Linked DNA regions of Rattus norvegicus: region 2 is linked to region 1. A link is a contact called in public Hi-C data. All regions are on one chromosome and are shown on one strand. The core of a region is the stretch at or near the end of the contact, and the rest is flanking DNA. Distances in the headings are between cores, read along the strand shown.

What was found. Hi-C and Micro-C count contacts between places; a contact is called where the count stands out from the background.
Region 2: a contact with region 1 is called in a Hi-C map of liver, with 2.8 times the contacts expected there. The contact joins two enhancer-like sites. A contact is called at or near these places in 7 of 12 Hi-C or Micro-C datasets (the Rat2 cell line, Schwann cells, hepatocytes and 3 more) and 1 of 1 datasets of contacts at active chromatin or transcription factors (oligodendrocytes).

What each region holds. Positions count from the first base shown.
Region 1 is chr8:123,383,429-123,391,384 of GRCr8, reverse strand. The region is part of intron 1 of Cmtm8 (CKLF-like MARVEL transmembrane domain containing 8); the gene reads left to right. LOC134480243 (a long non-coding RNA gene) reads left to right here. Exons shown (of 2, transcript XR_010054500.1): 2 at 1-2,184. Among named protein-coding and RNA genes, the nearest start is that of Cmtm8, 29 kb to the left of the region's middle. Within about 2 kb of position 4,219, at least 1 of the 93 cell types and tissues checked has an H3K27ac peak or open chromatin away from gene starts, as enhancers often do. A contact at or near this core is called in liver, where this site is marked.
Region 2 is chr8:123,471,212-123,479,167 of GRCr8, reverse strand. It overlaps Gpd1l1 (glycerol-3-phosphate dehydrogenase 1 like 1), which reads left to right. Exons shown (of 8, transcript NM_001191885.1): 6 at 7,290-7,523. Among named protein-coding and RNA genes, the nearest start is that of Gpd1l1, 24 kb to the left of the region's middle. Within about 2 kb of position 4,632, at least 9 of the 93 cell types and tissues checked have an H3K27ac peak or open chromatin away from gene starts, as enhancers often do. A contact at or near this core is called in liver, where this site is marked.

The DNA of each region.
Region 1 (7,956 bases), core at 2,970-5,469:
AAAACATGATGCATGTGTGTGTGTGTGTGTGTGTGTGTGTGTGTGTGTGTGTGTGTGTGTGTAGGATAGGTTGCTTTTGGTAGGTTAAATGTGAAGACCACAATGGATGACTTCAGTGCTGGAAGGCAAGCATTCAGAACCAACACACCTTGCTGGTGTTTCCCACTCAATGGTCCACGCTTGCTTTTCCAGAGATTAACAACAAATTTCTTATATTAGTTTAATGCAGTAAGCAAATTCTGGAAGTCTGAATTTGCCTGCAGCCTGCCATTTTTTTTCAGAGCAGACACCTGTGTTTGTAGTCACCTTGGTGGTGAATTGTAGTGCTTTGTCACGGGCTCGTGACATTGGGACAAAGACTGATTATCTAAGAACCCAGCTAGGCCACAGGTAGGTCAATGCCACAGACCAGAAAGGCCTGGCCGCAGCTGTGCTAGCAGTGGGAGAATGGCATGAGCCGGGTCACTGTTCCAGGAGTTGTCAGATGACATGGGTATTGTTTGGATAAACCTAAAAGAATCTGCCTGGCTGTTGTCAGCACCATCTTTGAGCTGTAAATAACGGTTTTGAGGGCTGGAGAGATGGCTCAGCGGTTAAGAGCACTGACTGCTCTTCCAGAGGTCCTGAGTTCAATTCCCAGCAACCACATGGTGGCTCACGACCATCTGTAATGAGATCTGGTGCCCTCTTCTGGCCTGTAGTCACATATGCAGGCAGAATGCTGTACATAAAATAGATAAATAAATCTTTAAAAAAAATAATAACGGTTTTGAGTCATAAAAATAAGTAAAGTTGTTGATTTGTATTTCATTGGTTTATGGTTGAGTGTTTAGTTTGGAATTTTGATGAGATTTTTTTTTCTTTCACAAGCAATGTCCACTTAGCTGTATGTATGTGTGTGTTTGTGTGTGTGTGTGTGTGTGTGTTTGAGTGAGTGTGTGTGTGTGTGTCTGTGTGAGTGTGTATGTTTGAATGTATGTGTGTTTGAATGCCTGTGTGTGCCTGTGTGTTACTATATTTGTATTTGTGATTGTGTGTTCGTGTGTGTGATTGTGTATTTGTGTGTGTGAGCATGTGTTTGTGTGTGTTTAAATGTCTGTGCCTGTGAGTGTGTGTGTGTGAGTATGCATGTGTGTGAGTGTGTGTGTGTGTGTGTGTGTGTGTGTGTGTGTGTGTGTTCAGAGGTTGACACAGGGACATCTTCGTTGCTTTTCTGCCTTTCCCCAGGATTTCTGGTCTGACAGTTTCATACATTTAGTGAGTGGAGTTTGGTCATTTTTCACCCCCCTTTTCTTCCCTCTCACCCTCCTTCTCCCACTGTCACCCCTCTTCTCAGCTTTATTTTTATCTTCCTTTTGTGCATGGCCAACTGACTTACCTCATTTCTTGAGCTAGGGTCTCTTTGCTGAACAGGGAGTTTGCCATTTTGTTTCAGGGGGCTGGTCAGGGAGTTCCATTGCCAGCCATGGTCCACCTGTCTCTGCACCCTGATGCTGGGGTGCAGGCGCCTGATGCTGTACCCAACTTTTTTTTTTTGGTTCTTTTTCGGAGCTGGGGACCGAACCCAGGACCTTGCGCTTCCTAGGTAAGCGCTCTACCACTGAGCTAAATCCTCAGCCCCTGTACCCAACGTTTTTATGTAGGTGCCAGTGATCCAACCCAGGTTCCTGTGCTCATAGAACAAGCACTTTGCCCACTGGGCCACTTTCCTGGTCCCCTACTTTTAGCCTATAACTCCCGATGCTCCAAAACTCAGCCCTACTGTGGGTTGCTTTACGAATTGTTTTGAATCAAATGTGGTGTCATATGCCTTCAACCCCAATACTCCAGAGACAGAGGCAGGGGAGTATCTGAATCTGAGGCCAGCCTTGTCTATATATCAAGTTCCAGGTCAGCCAGGACTACATTGAGAGAACCTAATTTTAAAAAATGCAAAAGAGTTGTTTTGACTTTAACTAGTCCCATGAGGTAATCGTGATTGAGCAGTAATGAAACTGGCTGTCAAGGTTTGTGCTTGATTCTAGCTCTTGGTACATGTCCATATGTGTGCAGATCAGAGAAGGGAGCTGAGAAACATGGGCTCCTGAAGTTTACTAGAGACCCTTGCCTATTTTCCACATTACCACTGTGGTGTGTGTGTGTGTGTGTGTGTGTGTGTGTGTGTGTGTGTGTGTGTGTGTGTGTGTCTTTTCCAAATTAAACTCGGTTTTCAAATAGGCCTTGACCAGTTAATGTATCACACATCAAATGACCAGAGTATGATAAAAACACTTGATAACCACTCCCCACTTCTGTTAACCCTGTGTTGTACACATGGTGTGAAAAAGGCTTGTTGATCCTTCTATACGCTGGGCTGGATAAACTCCGGAGGGGGCTTTCTTATATACATGGTGGGGTACCCAACAGTATTCCTAGGCTCTACCTATCAGATATCAGTAGCACACCCCCAACTTGAGTCATGACAGTAAGAGGCATGTCCAGGCATTGCCAAAGGCCCCAGTGGGGGCAAAGTCACCACCAGTTGAGAAATCCTTTATGCAAATAGAAACACATATGGCCTTTAGGTTTCATTTTCAACCTTTCCTATAATGGAAAAGCGGCGGCCTATACACACATCCTTTTCACTTATATCATATGCAGAGGATATATATATATGTATATATTTCACAAACTAATATATGAAAATGACGTGTCAGAACATATGTTTTATGTGGTTGGGTCTTCTGCTCTCTCTGGACCACGTACCCTTCTGTGCTTCAGAGAACATACAGCAAATCCCCCCATCTGACTTCTCCAGCAGTCCGTCACACTGGCCAGTTTGACTTCCCTGAGTTATGCTGGTAACTCAGCCCTTCTAAGAGTAGACTCGTCTCTCTGACCCAGTGGTGCCTCAGTAGTGAGCATGAACACTGCCAGATTACAGATGGGTAGTCAGTGCGTGAATGAGTCACGCATACCTGCTGTGGTGATTTAGATCTTGGGTTTTTTTTTTTTTTTTTTTTTTTTTTTGGTTCTTTTTTTGGGAGCTGGGGACCGAACCCAGGGCCTTGCGCTTCCTAGGCAAGTGCTCTACCACTGAGCTAAATCCCCAACAAAATTTTTACTCTTTTTTTTTTGGTTCTTTTTTTTCGGAGCTGGGGACCGAACCCAGGGCCTTGTGCTTCCTAGGCAAGCACTCTACCGCTGAGCTAAATCCCCAACCCCAGATCTTGGGTTTTTTGTTTGTTTGTTTAAATTTTATTTATTGGGCTGGAGAGATGGCTCAGAGGTTAAGAGCACTGTCTCCTCTTCCAGAGGTCCTGAGTTCAATTTCCAGCAACCACATGGTGGCTCACAACCATCTGTAATGAGATCTGGTGCCCTCTTCTGGCTTGCAGGCAGACATGCAGGTGCATCGCTGTAAACATAATAAGTACATCTTTAAAAAATGTTTTGTTTATCTTATGGTTTTCTGTGTATGGGTGTTTACCTACAGGTATGTCTGATGGCCACAGAGGTAGAAGAGAACATTGTGTCTCCTGGGACTGGAGTTGTTAGATGGTTACGAGCTGTCATGTGGGTGTTTGAAATCAAATCCAGCTCCTTTGCAAGAGCAACAAAGTATTCTTAGCTGCTAAGTCAACTCTCCAGCCCCTGCAATTTAGATTTCGAGTGTCCCGCATAGAACCATGGGATAACCACATAGCCCTCATATTGGCTCCTTTAGGGATGGTCAAACCTTTAGGAACTGGAGCCTGAAGGAAGTCTTTAAGTCATTGGTGGCCCAGTGGATTGTAGAACCCTGCCCCCTCTTCCTCTCTCTTTTGACTTCCAGCTATAAGGCCAGTGGTTTTCTTCTTGTGTGTACATCTGTCCTGATGCCTCTCCTCCCCATAATCCCATGATCTCAGGTAATTAGTTGTTACAGTACAGAAAGCTGGCTAACAAACACATCGGGTTTCTCCACTGGGACAAAATAATCTGGGACCCATTTTCCTGTCTTGGGTTTAGGCTTCTCTTTTCCAGTCCTAGGACAGTCTTCACTTCTGGTCAAAACTTGCCTGTCAGCCTCAAAGGCTGTTTGTGTGCTGACCTCTGGGATTCTCTGGTGCCTTGGAAATGGTGCCTGTATAAATGTTGGTATTCTTCCCTGAGCCAGAGGGATCAGGGGTGGGGTACCCTGCCCATGTTACTCAGATTTTGTTGGGAAGGGCAACCACAAACAAAGCCAGCTCAGGTAGGTCAGAGGATGACAATGTTTAGCCTGGCCAACAGAGGGCGCCAGAGCCATCCTCCCCAATCTCCATACTGTAATACTTTAATAAGTGGTCCTAAACACAGCCTTCCCTCCCAGCTCCTGTGTTTGTGCCTCTTCTGGAAGATTTATGAGCAAATCACTGAACAGGGAATACAAATCTTCCTAAGACAGATGAAGACAGATGATCCTTAGAAAGCTGACCCCAGATTTAAAGGAAAATCAAGCAAATCCCCTCATTTTATGCACATCCACGTGCATGCCTCTCTCTCTTTCTCCCCCCTCTCCCTCTCCCCCCTCTCTCTTTCTGTGTCTGTGTGTGTGTGTGTGTGTCTGTGTGTGTCTGTGTCTGTGTGTCTGTGTGTGTGTGTGTGTGTCCATTCATGGAGGCCAGACAGGGTGATAAGTCTCCCGCCACACCACTGTCCCCTTTATTCCTCTGAGCCTCCTCCTGTTTCTGTCCCCCTTCCCCAGCCCCACTCAGTGCTGAAGTTAGCAGAACACCCACAGCCATGGCTGGCCTTTTCTCTGAGTGCTCTGGATTTGAACCTAGTTACCACCCTTCCCCCTGAGCCTGGGTCTCCCCAGCCCCCATCCTTACTCTTTTCAGCAGGCCATTCTCATCACTGAATCAGCTTCTGTGACCATGTAGACACAGTGAGAGCCTCCCACAGAGGGTGCATAGTGAGCATCAGCCCCTTTCACTTCTGGTGTGAGCATTCCGGAGCACAAACTTTGAAGAGGAAAAATAAAATAGCATTTCTTCTGCTGTTCCCTCGCCTTCTCAGAGGACTTGATTACTAGCTTGTGGTAGTTGATGGGGTGGAGGGGTCCTTACAACTCAGGGGCACTTGGCAGTTAAAAATGAAAGCTCGTATGTGAGATGATACAGTTTGTGTTGGGGAAGGATTTGGAAAATGCCTTGGAAATTAATTTACAGACTCAGTATGATGGTGCGCACATCCATAACTCTGGCATTTGGAAGGCAGAGACAAGAGAATCAGGAGTTCAAGGCTGACACCATCTACTTAGAGCCTCAGAGTGAGACTCATTTTAAAAAATCAAGCAGGGGTTGGGGATTTAGCTCAGTGGTAGAGCGCTTGCCTAGCAAGCGCAAGGCCCTGGGTTCGGTCCCCAGCTCTGAAAAAAAAAAAAATCAGGCGAACTGACTGACAAGAAACTCCAGGGCAGAGGTGATTCAGGAGACCAGTCTCCCCCAGCAGGCTGCGAGGTCATTCACAGCTCAAACAGTTCTGTAACCTAACTGACATGGTTGTATAAGGATCTAAGGATCTAAGGTAGAGATGCTGGGATGGGAAAGAAAACAGTTAAGAGCACTGGCTACCCGTCCAGAGGACCCTGGTTCAGTTCCCAGCACCCACCTGGCAGCTCACAACTGTCTGTACCGGCAGTTGCAGGGCCGCATGGATGAGGTGCACAGACACACATGCAGATAAGACCTCCACATGTATAAAACAAGATTAACCCTTTTAAAATTACAAACAACGCATATTAAAAACACACGTGTGGCTGGAGAGATGGCTCAGTGGTTAAGAGCTCCGACTGCTCTTCCAGAGGTCCTGAGTTCAATTCCCAGCAACCACATGGTGGCTCACAACCATCTGTAATGGGATCCGATGCCCTCTTCTGGGTGTGTCTGAAGACAGCGACAGTGTACTCACATACATATAATAAATAAATCTAAAAATAAAAAAAAGGTAACTTTTTTCCTGAAGTATTTTCAGTCTTTAAAAAAATTTTTTTGAAGCCAGGCAGTGGTGGCGCATGCCTTTACTCTCAGGAGGCAGAGGCATGCAGATTTATAAGTTTGAGGTCAGCCTGGTCAACAAAGATATTTCCAGGACAGCCAGGGCTACATGGAGAAACTATCTCAAAAAAAATTTATTTTTCTTTTAGTGGTCCCTTTATAAGGAGACCTTATCTAAATATGCCCTTCCATTCAACTTCTGTTAATTAAATTAAATAAGACCTAGCCACGTGTAGGCACTCGGGGAGCTAAGGCAAGAGAAGTAAGAGCTGATGTCAACCTGGGCCTCATATCAGCATAGTGGCTCATGCTTTAATCCCAGCACTATGTAGACCAGGCTGGCCTCGAACTTGCAGACCCTCCTGCCGTCTGGTTTGGCATGGCTGGTAGTCATAGCTTTCTGGGGAGTGGAGACCTCTCCTGGGTCTCAATATTCTCTTGAGAGCATTAGTGCTAACAAGTTGCAAATTTTTATTTGATATGTGCTTAGGGATCATTTAGCCAATGCATAAACGCTTTGAGATCTGCAGTGCAGCCAGACTTTGAGATCAGCGCCTCTTATAGTAACGAAGTTGACCAGTGTCGCTTGGGCCCACCTGTTTCTGTTGTGTTCCTGGGTCAGGTTTCCAAGTACAACATAGCTAAGGGTTTAGTCTCAGACTTGAGACAGAAAGTAGCTTTTGGGTCTTATTCTTAGCTCCCGGAGGTGATACATTTCTGAACCCCCTGGTGTGGTTAGCTTTCCACAGCAGTATTCTGTATTTGGTTGTTCGCTCTCCCTCAACTTCAGTTTTGGTTGGCTGTGTTTCGGCTTTGCAGTGCACCAGTGAGTAAGCCCACTGCCACGGAGCAATGCTCCCAGGTCACCAACTTTAATTTTGAAAATCTAAGCAACCTTTGAGAAAATGGAAAGAATGATACAAAGTCCTTTATGTAATCGTTTTGTTGGAGACAGAGACTCCCTACATGCCCCAGGCTGACCTGGAACCTGCCTGATTGGTCTGGCCTGGTTACCTTCTCTGTCTCCTGAATGCTGGGGTCAACAGCATGCTACTCCATATCTGGCCTTCTTTTACATTTACAAGTTACGTGTTCTCTACCCCTTTGTGTGAGTATGTAGGTTATTTTAAAATTTTATGAATTATTTTATGCTTGTGTGTGTGTGTGTGTGTGTGTGTGTGTGTGTGTGTGTGTGTGTGTGTGTGTGTGTGTGTGTAGCCTAGGCATTGCTTTGGAAGTTGGCAGACAACATGAAGTCAGTTCTCTCCTATCATGTAAATCTCCAGGGTCAAACTCGGCTCACCAGACTTAGCCCACTGAGCCATCTCACTGACCCTTGCTTCCTTTTTCGTTTAATAATAGAGAGTTGCAGGCACATAGACCTTCTTCCCTAAGTAGCTTGGTATACATCTTCCAAGAACCAGGGACCTCTGTGAGGCGATCACAACGCTGCCTTCAGCTCACCGAGGGAGCTAGCATGACTCAGGTACCCACGGTGCAGCTTGGATTGCCCTTCACATTTTCCTTCTCGGCCTTCTGTCTGAGGCTGAATCAACTCCAATGTACTGTGTCTTGAATCATCTCGATCGCTTCAGGCAAAAGACTTTTCCAAGTAGAGATAACTCAAGATATTTTCAGAGAGACTATGGTGAGGCATATGCTATTCACCTTAGCAAAACTATAGCATGTCCTACACAGTGTGTCTGGGGGGGGGGGGTCACATTACATGGCGTGTGATAACAGATTGTTCCAAACTAATATCGCAACCTCAGTCACATAGAGCCTTGTGACAAGGACTTGTGAAAGTCCATGGGATTTTAAGCGATCACATGGCGTGTGTTCATATGTGTGTGTGTGTGTGTGTGTGTGCGTGCGTGCGTGCGTGCGCGCGCGCGCACGTGGAGGCCAGAGGACAACCTTATCAAGTACTGTTCTCCTGGAGCCATTCACCTCA
Region 2 (7,956 bases), core at 3,383-5,882, 87 kb before region 1:
TGTAAGAATTCAGGTAAGTGGCCGCTGGCCAGGCCACTTCTCCAATTGGCCCTAAGTTAGCAGGGGAAGGTTTAGGAGTACCCAGACTTTGAGGTATCCAAGGCATTTTAAAATTAGTTGGGGTGTCTCTCTCTGTCTCTGTGTGTGTGTGTGTGTGTGTGTGTGTGTGTCTGTCTGTCTGTCTGTCTGTCTGTCTGTCTGTGTCTTCCATTTGTGATGGGTCCTGGCTGGGTGCATGAGTGTGATCCATTGAGAGCCAAAGTGGTGTAGCCCAAACTCACTGCTACAGTTGTGTGAGTGCCGGGAACTGAGCCCAGGTCCTGTGCTAGAGTAGCCACCGCTTAGCACCCGGTCATCATCTCTTTGGCCCCATATTGTAGTTTGTTTTCTGAAAACTTAAATAATTTTTCAGATTTTGTTCTTGTTCATTGTGTCCATCTGAGTATGAAGCCAGGGGGCAACACTGGATCCCCCCAGAGCTAGAGTTTCAGGTGGTTGTGAGTCAGTCACCTGACAAGGGTGCTGGGAATCAAGCTCAAGTCCTCTGGAAGAGCAACAAGTGCTCTTAACCACTGAGCTGTCTCTCCAATCCCCTTTTGATTTTTATTTGTGTGTGTGAGTGTGTACCTGCAGGCTTGTCTGTGTACCCTATGCATACGGTACCCTGGGACACCAGAAGAGGACATTGGATGCTTTGCAACTAAAGTACAGGTCATAAGCTGCTTCATGTAGGCTGGGAATGGACCTCAGGTCATCTGCAAAAGCAGCCAGTGCTCCTGACCCTGGGCTGTCCCTCTAGCTCCCACATCTTCTTCTCGGAGATGAAGGCTTGGCAGTCCTTGTGTTTGGCTTCTCTGGGTCTCACCAGTCTACTTCCTCACCCCGGTGTTCTCTTGAGTGGGAATCTGTTTCCTCTCTCGGTGGAACAGTTGTCTCCTGCTGATGAGGTTTCTTCAAAGAATGGTTTATCTTTGTCCCCTACCGTGAAAAGAAGCGGTTTCAACTGGCCAGTGACCAGGGATTGTCAGGAGACAAATCGCAACAAATTTAATTACTTGATAAATCGGCCTCTATCCCCAAGTGTGCAGAAGGCAGCCTCCATCTGCCAAGGGGAACTATGTCCGGTTATGGGGGATTCGGTAAGGAGAGAAACAAGGAAACAGCAATGGAGAGAAGCTGATCCAAGTTACTGAGGGTTACCTCAGAACGGCGCAGTTGGTTTGGGGGTGTTGTTTGTTGGTTGATTGGTTGAGATAGGACATCAAGTAGCCCTGGCCGGGGTCCAACCCGATGTGTAGCTGTGGATAACATTGAGATTCTGATCCCCCTGCCTCAACCCTCTAAGCACAGGCATGTGCCACCTTGTCTGGTTTATGTGGTGCTGGGGACCAAACCCAGGCATCATGTCTGCCAGGCAAACGCTCTGCCCACTGAGCCACACCCCCAGCCTCCTTCCCTTTGCTGAGTTCAGGGCCCTGCGCAAATCCAAGGCAGGCACTTCCTTCGCCACTGAGACACACCCCCGGCCTTTTTAGGTTTTATTTTGAAATAGCGCCCAACAAAAATGCCCAGAGTGGCTTTCAGCGTTTGATGCAGCCCAGACTGACCGAGGTGCTTTTTTCTCTATCTTGAGTTCTGCCTCCACGTTTAGCACTTTCTGTCAGGATGGACTCCTGTTTCCAGGAGAAGCTTCTCGATCTGGAGCTTCCTGGTGGTCAGTCCGAGGTTGCTGCCCCTGCTGAATGACCCCCTTCTGGCAAGGCTGGTCTGTGGGGTCTCGTGGAGAAGCGCTGCCCAGAGCAGCTCTCTTAATTAAGAGTGGGTCAAGGGAAATGTTTCTATACGTGTTTCTCTCTCCTGGGGAGAGAGAGCTAAGGAATGGTCTACAGGAGCTACGTCCATGATCTCTCTCCCCAGGAGTCAGGACTGGTTGACCCTGAGTATTTGGGGGGTGCAACATGGAGGACGGGCCCGTAAGATGACTCTCGGTAAAGCCACCTCCCTCCGAGTCTGTCGACCTCAATTCGGTGCTTGTGACCCATGTGGTGGGAGAACTCTTAGTTACCCTCAGACCTCCACACTCATCCTGAAGTATGAATACGCACTAAATACATACACAGCACATACGTGATTGTCGTGTCTTCCTGGTTTTTTTTTGGTTTTTTTTTTTTTTTGTTTGTTTGTTTTTTTGAGGCAAGGTTTCTCAGAGTAGCCCTGGCTGTCCCAGAACACCACATGTAGACCAGGCTGGCCTCACGGAGCTCTGCCTCCAGAGTCCTGGGACTAAAGTTGTGTGCCACCACACCTGGCTCTGAAAAAGGCGATTTTTTAAAAGGAGGAGGGGGTGGCGCTGGTGTAGCTCTCATGGTAATTAAAATGCTTGCTCAGCATGCGGGAAGTCCTGGGTTCAAACCCCAGCACCACATAAGCAAGACAGGATGCAGCGGGCCTGTAGTTCAGCCCCGGACAGGTGGAGGCAGGAGGATCAGAAGTTCAAGGTCACCCTTGCTACACAGCAGCGTGTTAGGAACCAGTCTCCCTCTCCCTGCCACTTCTCAGTGTGAATTCCCTGTGTAATCCAAAACTGCTTCTGGAGTTGGAGCGGCTGGGAAGGGAGCCAGGCAGCTGACATCCAACCTCCCGTTTCCAGTGAGACTCGCTGTGGGAGCACGGACAGGAAAGGGAGCACCTACCCCCCTCTTCCTCAGGAAGTCTACATCATCAAAATTTAAAACTGGCTTTTTGGTTTAACACTGTGTGGTCACAGAATTCACTGCACATTTAAAGACTTCGAGCCAGCTAAAGGCTTGGGCTGCCAGGTGGCTCGTGTCTGCATCTCTGTGTTGGGGGGACCCTCTTCCAGCTCTGTGCTGGCAGGCCTCTTCCCACAGCCAACAAGGCTTTGGTGTTACTTTGGGTGAGTTTTGTTTTTTGTTTTGTTTTGTTTTGTTTTTTTATGGCCTTTAATCGTCGTCTATTTTTTTTTTTTTAAGATTTATTCATTTATTATATATAAGTACACTGTAGCTGTCTTCAGATACACCAGAAGAGGGCATCGGATTTCTTTACAGATGGTTGTGAGCCACCATGTGGTTGCTGGGACTTGAACTCAGAACCTCTGGAAGAGTAGTCGGGTGCTCTTAACTGCTGAGCCATCTCTCCAGCCCCTAATCGTCGTCTATTAAGTAATGGCCACTCAGCAGCAGGGGGCGTCGCAGACGCCTGATTGCTCAGCGTTAGCCATAAGCTGCACACAGCCGTTTTATTAAGCGACTGGATATTTTGGGTTACCAAGTGGGGAGATGGTGTGAAGTCCCACTCAGAATGGAAAGTGCTGGGTGAGAGGATTCTAGGTGGATGGTTCCAGAAAGCTTCTGTTACTGGGAGCTGGTGGCTGCTGTGCTCCTGCTCCTGGCAGGGCGGGCCGCCTGTGGTTAGATTTGTGCCTTTTTTTTTTTTTTCTTTTTTTTCCGGAGCTGGGGACCGAACCCAGGGCCTTGTGCTTGCTAGGCAAGTGCTCTACCACTGAGCTAAATCCCCAACCCCGATTTGTGCCTTTAGGACAGAAAGTGTGAGAGAGAGGCGGGTGGAGGCAGAGGGGCTATGGAAGGCTCCTCGTTGTCCTTCCCTGGGACTATCCGTCATTCCTTGAGCCTGAGTCAGGACTGGGGATTTCAAAAACTGAGAATCGGGGACTTTTCACTTAGTCTGGCCATGGTATCCCATCCCACAAATAAAGAGATAGGAATCCAGAATGAGTGACCTCGGTGTCCTTTCTCTGACCCACTTCTGCCTCTCCGTCCTGGGTGGGTGCCCCTCCTCCTGGTGTTCACCCTTCCCTCTGGCAGAAGGGCTAAGGCTCAGACTCAGTCAGTGGGACCCATCCCATCCCCAGTTTTCTGTTTTTGTGGGAGGGTGAGAGTAGAAGAGTCCTGTCCACCTGACTCAAAGCACCATTGAAGACATTGTCCCTCTGGGTGGAGGGCTACTTCTGGGCCCTGCTGGGACCTGGGGAAGGGTTTAACACACCTGTCTTCCAAAAACCATAGCATTTTTAGCTGTGGCCGGTTTACAGCAGATTTGCTTGAACTGGTGGATAATGACTGAGCGACCGTGCTCTACCTGGCTGACTGTTTTTATTTTTAGCCTTGGGTCCTATTAGAAGAGAGCTAGCCTACCCAAGCCCTCTGGTGGGGAAGTTAGTAACCCCTGGAAGCTTCGAGGTAGTCCAGACCCCAGAGTCTTGCTGGAGAGGAATCACAGCTCTGTTCCCCACTAGCCTGTTTCATGTTTGCCTTTTTTCCAAGTGTGCAGCTGAAGAGCTGGGCCTGCTCATGCTGCCTGGCTTAGCCAGTTGCCAGAAATCTCCTGCCAAATCTTTTTGGTTGAGCAGCTCTTACCGTGAGAAAGCCCTTGCCTGGACTCTGAGGGAGCTCTCTTGTGTCTTTTGCTCACTGGGCCTGCAGGTATGGTGTATCTCCTGGCAAGCTTCCTTTATCCTTCGCTGTGCGGGATAAAGAGACGTGTGAGACTCTGTGAGGTGCAAATTGATTTTTTAGTTTTTGCAACAGGACCTTGCAGCTGCTAGGCAGGCACTGTAGCACTGAGCTCAGGTTGGCGTTGTCCACCTGCCCTTTGACTCCCTCTGTCCCTGAGAAGCCATGGAGGCCTGTCCCCGTGACACAGAATGGCAGGGGTGTGAGGAAGCCTCTCAAACCTGAGAGGAAGGAAGGCAAGCATCCTAGGCATTGGATCAGTGACCCATGGGCCACACACACATCGTGTCCTGGGTGCAGCCTCAGGGGTGAGTTTCCTTCTTCCTTCTCTCAGCCAGGGGAGAAGGGTAAGCCCAGGCCTCAGAGTCATGACCACAGAGGATCTGGTGTGACCCCCACTTCATCTTGGGAATCCATGCAGCAGGAAAGAGCCTGTTCTCTTCAGTCATGGATAATTCCTAGGATTGGATCACCATGTTGTCATCCAAGAGACAGCAGAGAGGTTCAGAATTCCAATCATTCAGCTGAGAATCCCCTGTAAGACTCCGTTCATTGACATGACTTCAAAAGAACCACTGGCCTGCTCATCCAGCTTTGCAAAGGAAGGCTTAGTGACCACTGCATCAGATGGGACAGATATGAAACATCAGGATGTCCCAGCTTAGTGCCCTGAGCCTGGGTCTAACCTTGGACTTACTAGACTCTTTAGCCAGTTCCCTGATACAGGGCCTGACCTGCAAGCAGGAAAGAGCACCTTTGTTGAGGTTTGGTCTTGGCTATGTGTTGTGTTTTGTTTTGTTTTGTTTTGTTTTGTTTTGTTTCCGGAGCTGGGGACTGAACCCAGGGCCTTGTGCTTCCTAGGCAAGCGCTCTACCACTGAGCTAAATCCCCAACCCCGGCTATGTGGTTTTTAATGCTAAATGCTGGCCCCCAAGGCCTGGTTCCTCCCAGGGACAAGAGACTCTGCAAGTACAGTGTGACCTTGCTCCTTAATCTAAAACTATTGGCCAAATAGAGATGCTGGTAGCCAATAGCTGAGAAGGAGAGGCATGGGTGGGGCTTGGGGTTCCCAGGAGAGCCATGAGGAGAGAGAAAGGTGCCCAGGAAGAAGCTGCCATGGGGGTAGGTGAGTCATGAAAACACGGCCATGAGGGATGGCCAGTTGGAGTTAAGAGCTGCCCAGATGGGACATGGCAAAGTCTAAAATGGGGTTGTTGATGGGGTTATTGATTTCAATAGCACAGAGGGTAGATACCTGCTCAGCCCTAGTGTTCAATAAGACTTTTATAAAAATAAGAGTTGTAAGTTTTTTGTCTTGGAACAGAAGAGACTAAGGAGGATTGAGATTAAATGTTTTTTTTTTAAGATTTATTTATTTACTTATTTATTTATTATATATAAGTACACGGTCGCTGCTATCTTCAGACATACCAGAAGAGGGCATCAGATCTTATTATAAATGGTAGTGAGCCAGCATGTGGTTGCTGGAATTTGAACTCAGAACCTCTGGAAGAGCAGTCAGTGCTCTTAACCACTGAGCCATCTCAGACCTCAATTAAATGTATTCTACACCCCTTGTCATTGGTGAGCCCACTGTTCACACAGCATCACTTGAGGTCAAGTCCACTAAGAGGTAGCCTCCAGAAGAATCAGACGGAGGCTGTTGGACCTCCAGAAAGAAGGGGATTGTCATTTGCACGCATTTTATTGTTCCTTTTATAACTGACAAGCATTTTCCACGAGGACCAGATACAGGCCCACAAAGACTGTCTCGGTCATTCAGCCTATGATAATCGAGTCATCTGCCATCAGTAGCTGGTGTGGACCGGGTCCTATAGAATGTGGCTGACAAACACAGGCCTTAGGGTGATATCCTCTATCCCAGCTTATCCCCTGTGGAAAGGGAGCTCCGTATCTGGTTTGCCAGTGCCTAGGAGAGTTGATGCAATGGAATATACAGAGCAGCTGCCCCAGGAATATTCATGTGGAGATATTTAAAGGAGAGAAATGGCTGGGACTGTAGTTGCATGCATGCTTACCTTGTGACCCTGCAAGCCAGCTCCTAGAGCATACCGGAGAGAACTGCCCACGCCACAACAGACACCAACCAGAGGCTCACCATGATCTCTTACCTGCTGCAGTATTCTGATTTACCCTCCTTCCAGTCACTTTGCACTGGGGTGAATCTCAGTTTGAGGGCTTTTGTAAAATCATTAGTTCTGAGGATCAAACTCAGATTTGTTTGCAAAGCGAGTATGGTGCTTGCAGGGTGGGGGTGGACAGGGTGGGGCTGGTGCTTGTTTGGGACAGGGTTTGTAGCTCTGACAGAACTGGAATTCACTGTGTAGACCACACTGGCCTCAGAGTTGCTGCAATCCCAGACTAGCACTCAGTTTTGATTTAAAACAAACAAACAAACAGGCAAACTAGTGGGCTGCAGAGACGACTCAGTGGTTAAGAGCACTGACTGCTCTTCAAGAGGTCCTGAGTTCAAATCCCAGCAACTCCATGGTGACTCACAACCATCTGTAATGGGATCATCAGATTACATTTCCCATCCCTCTTCTGGTGTGTCTGAAGACAGCACAGTGTACTTATATACAATAAATCTTTCAAAAAAAACATTTGAGGGCAAACTAGTTTGCCCAGAGAGAATGCACCCAAGGGCTGCTGTCAGCTGACCTGACTCTCGGGCTGACGCTCCATACACCCGTGCCCACCTCCCATATTGCTCCAAATCCTTTCAGGGCTGCATGTGCTCCTGTGTCAACTCCTGCCCTGTATTCTCTGCAGAACATTGTTGCTGTGGGAGCCGGCTTCTGCGATGGCCTCTGCTGTGGGGACAACACCAAGGCAGCCGTCATCCGCCTGGGCCTCATGGAAATGATCGCTTTCGCCAAGATCTTCTGTAAGGGCCAGGTGTCCACGGCCACCTTCTTGGAGAGCTGCGGGGTGGCCGACCTCATCACCACCTGCTACGGAGGGCGGAACCGCAAGGTGGCAGAAGCCTTCGCCAGGACCGGGAAGGTACCCCGAGCCCCAACCTGCTCTGCTTGATACTGGGACCCTCTTCGTCTGAGACCCCAGACAGGGAAATGGCCGGTGCCCATGGAGATTCCCCATAACATCAACACCCACCCGTTCTGTCTTGACTATGCTTACCTGATCTGTAACACCCTTTTCTTTTTCTTTAATTTTTTTTAAGGTTAGCATACAAAGTGACAGGCCTCCAATAGCATTTTCATAACACTTAATTTAGATTACTCCTCCCCTTGTCTTCCCCCTCCCACCCCATCTCCGGTTCCGCCTTCTGTCCTTCCATCCCTATATCACATGCCTTCTCCCTCTTTTTTTTTTTTTTTTTTTTTGGTTCTTTTTTTCGGAGCTGGGGACCGAACCCAGGGCCTTGCGCTTCCTAGGTAAGCGCTCTACCACTGAGCTAAATCCCCAGCCCCGCCTT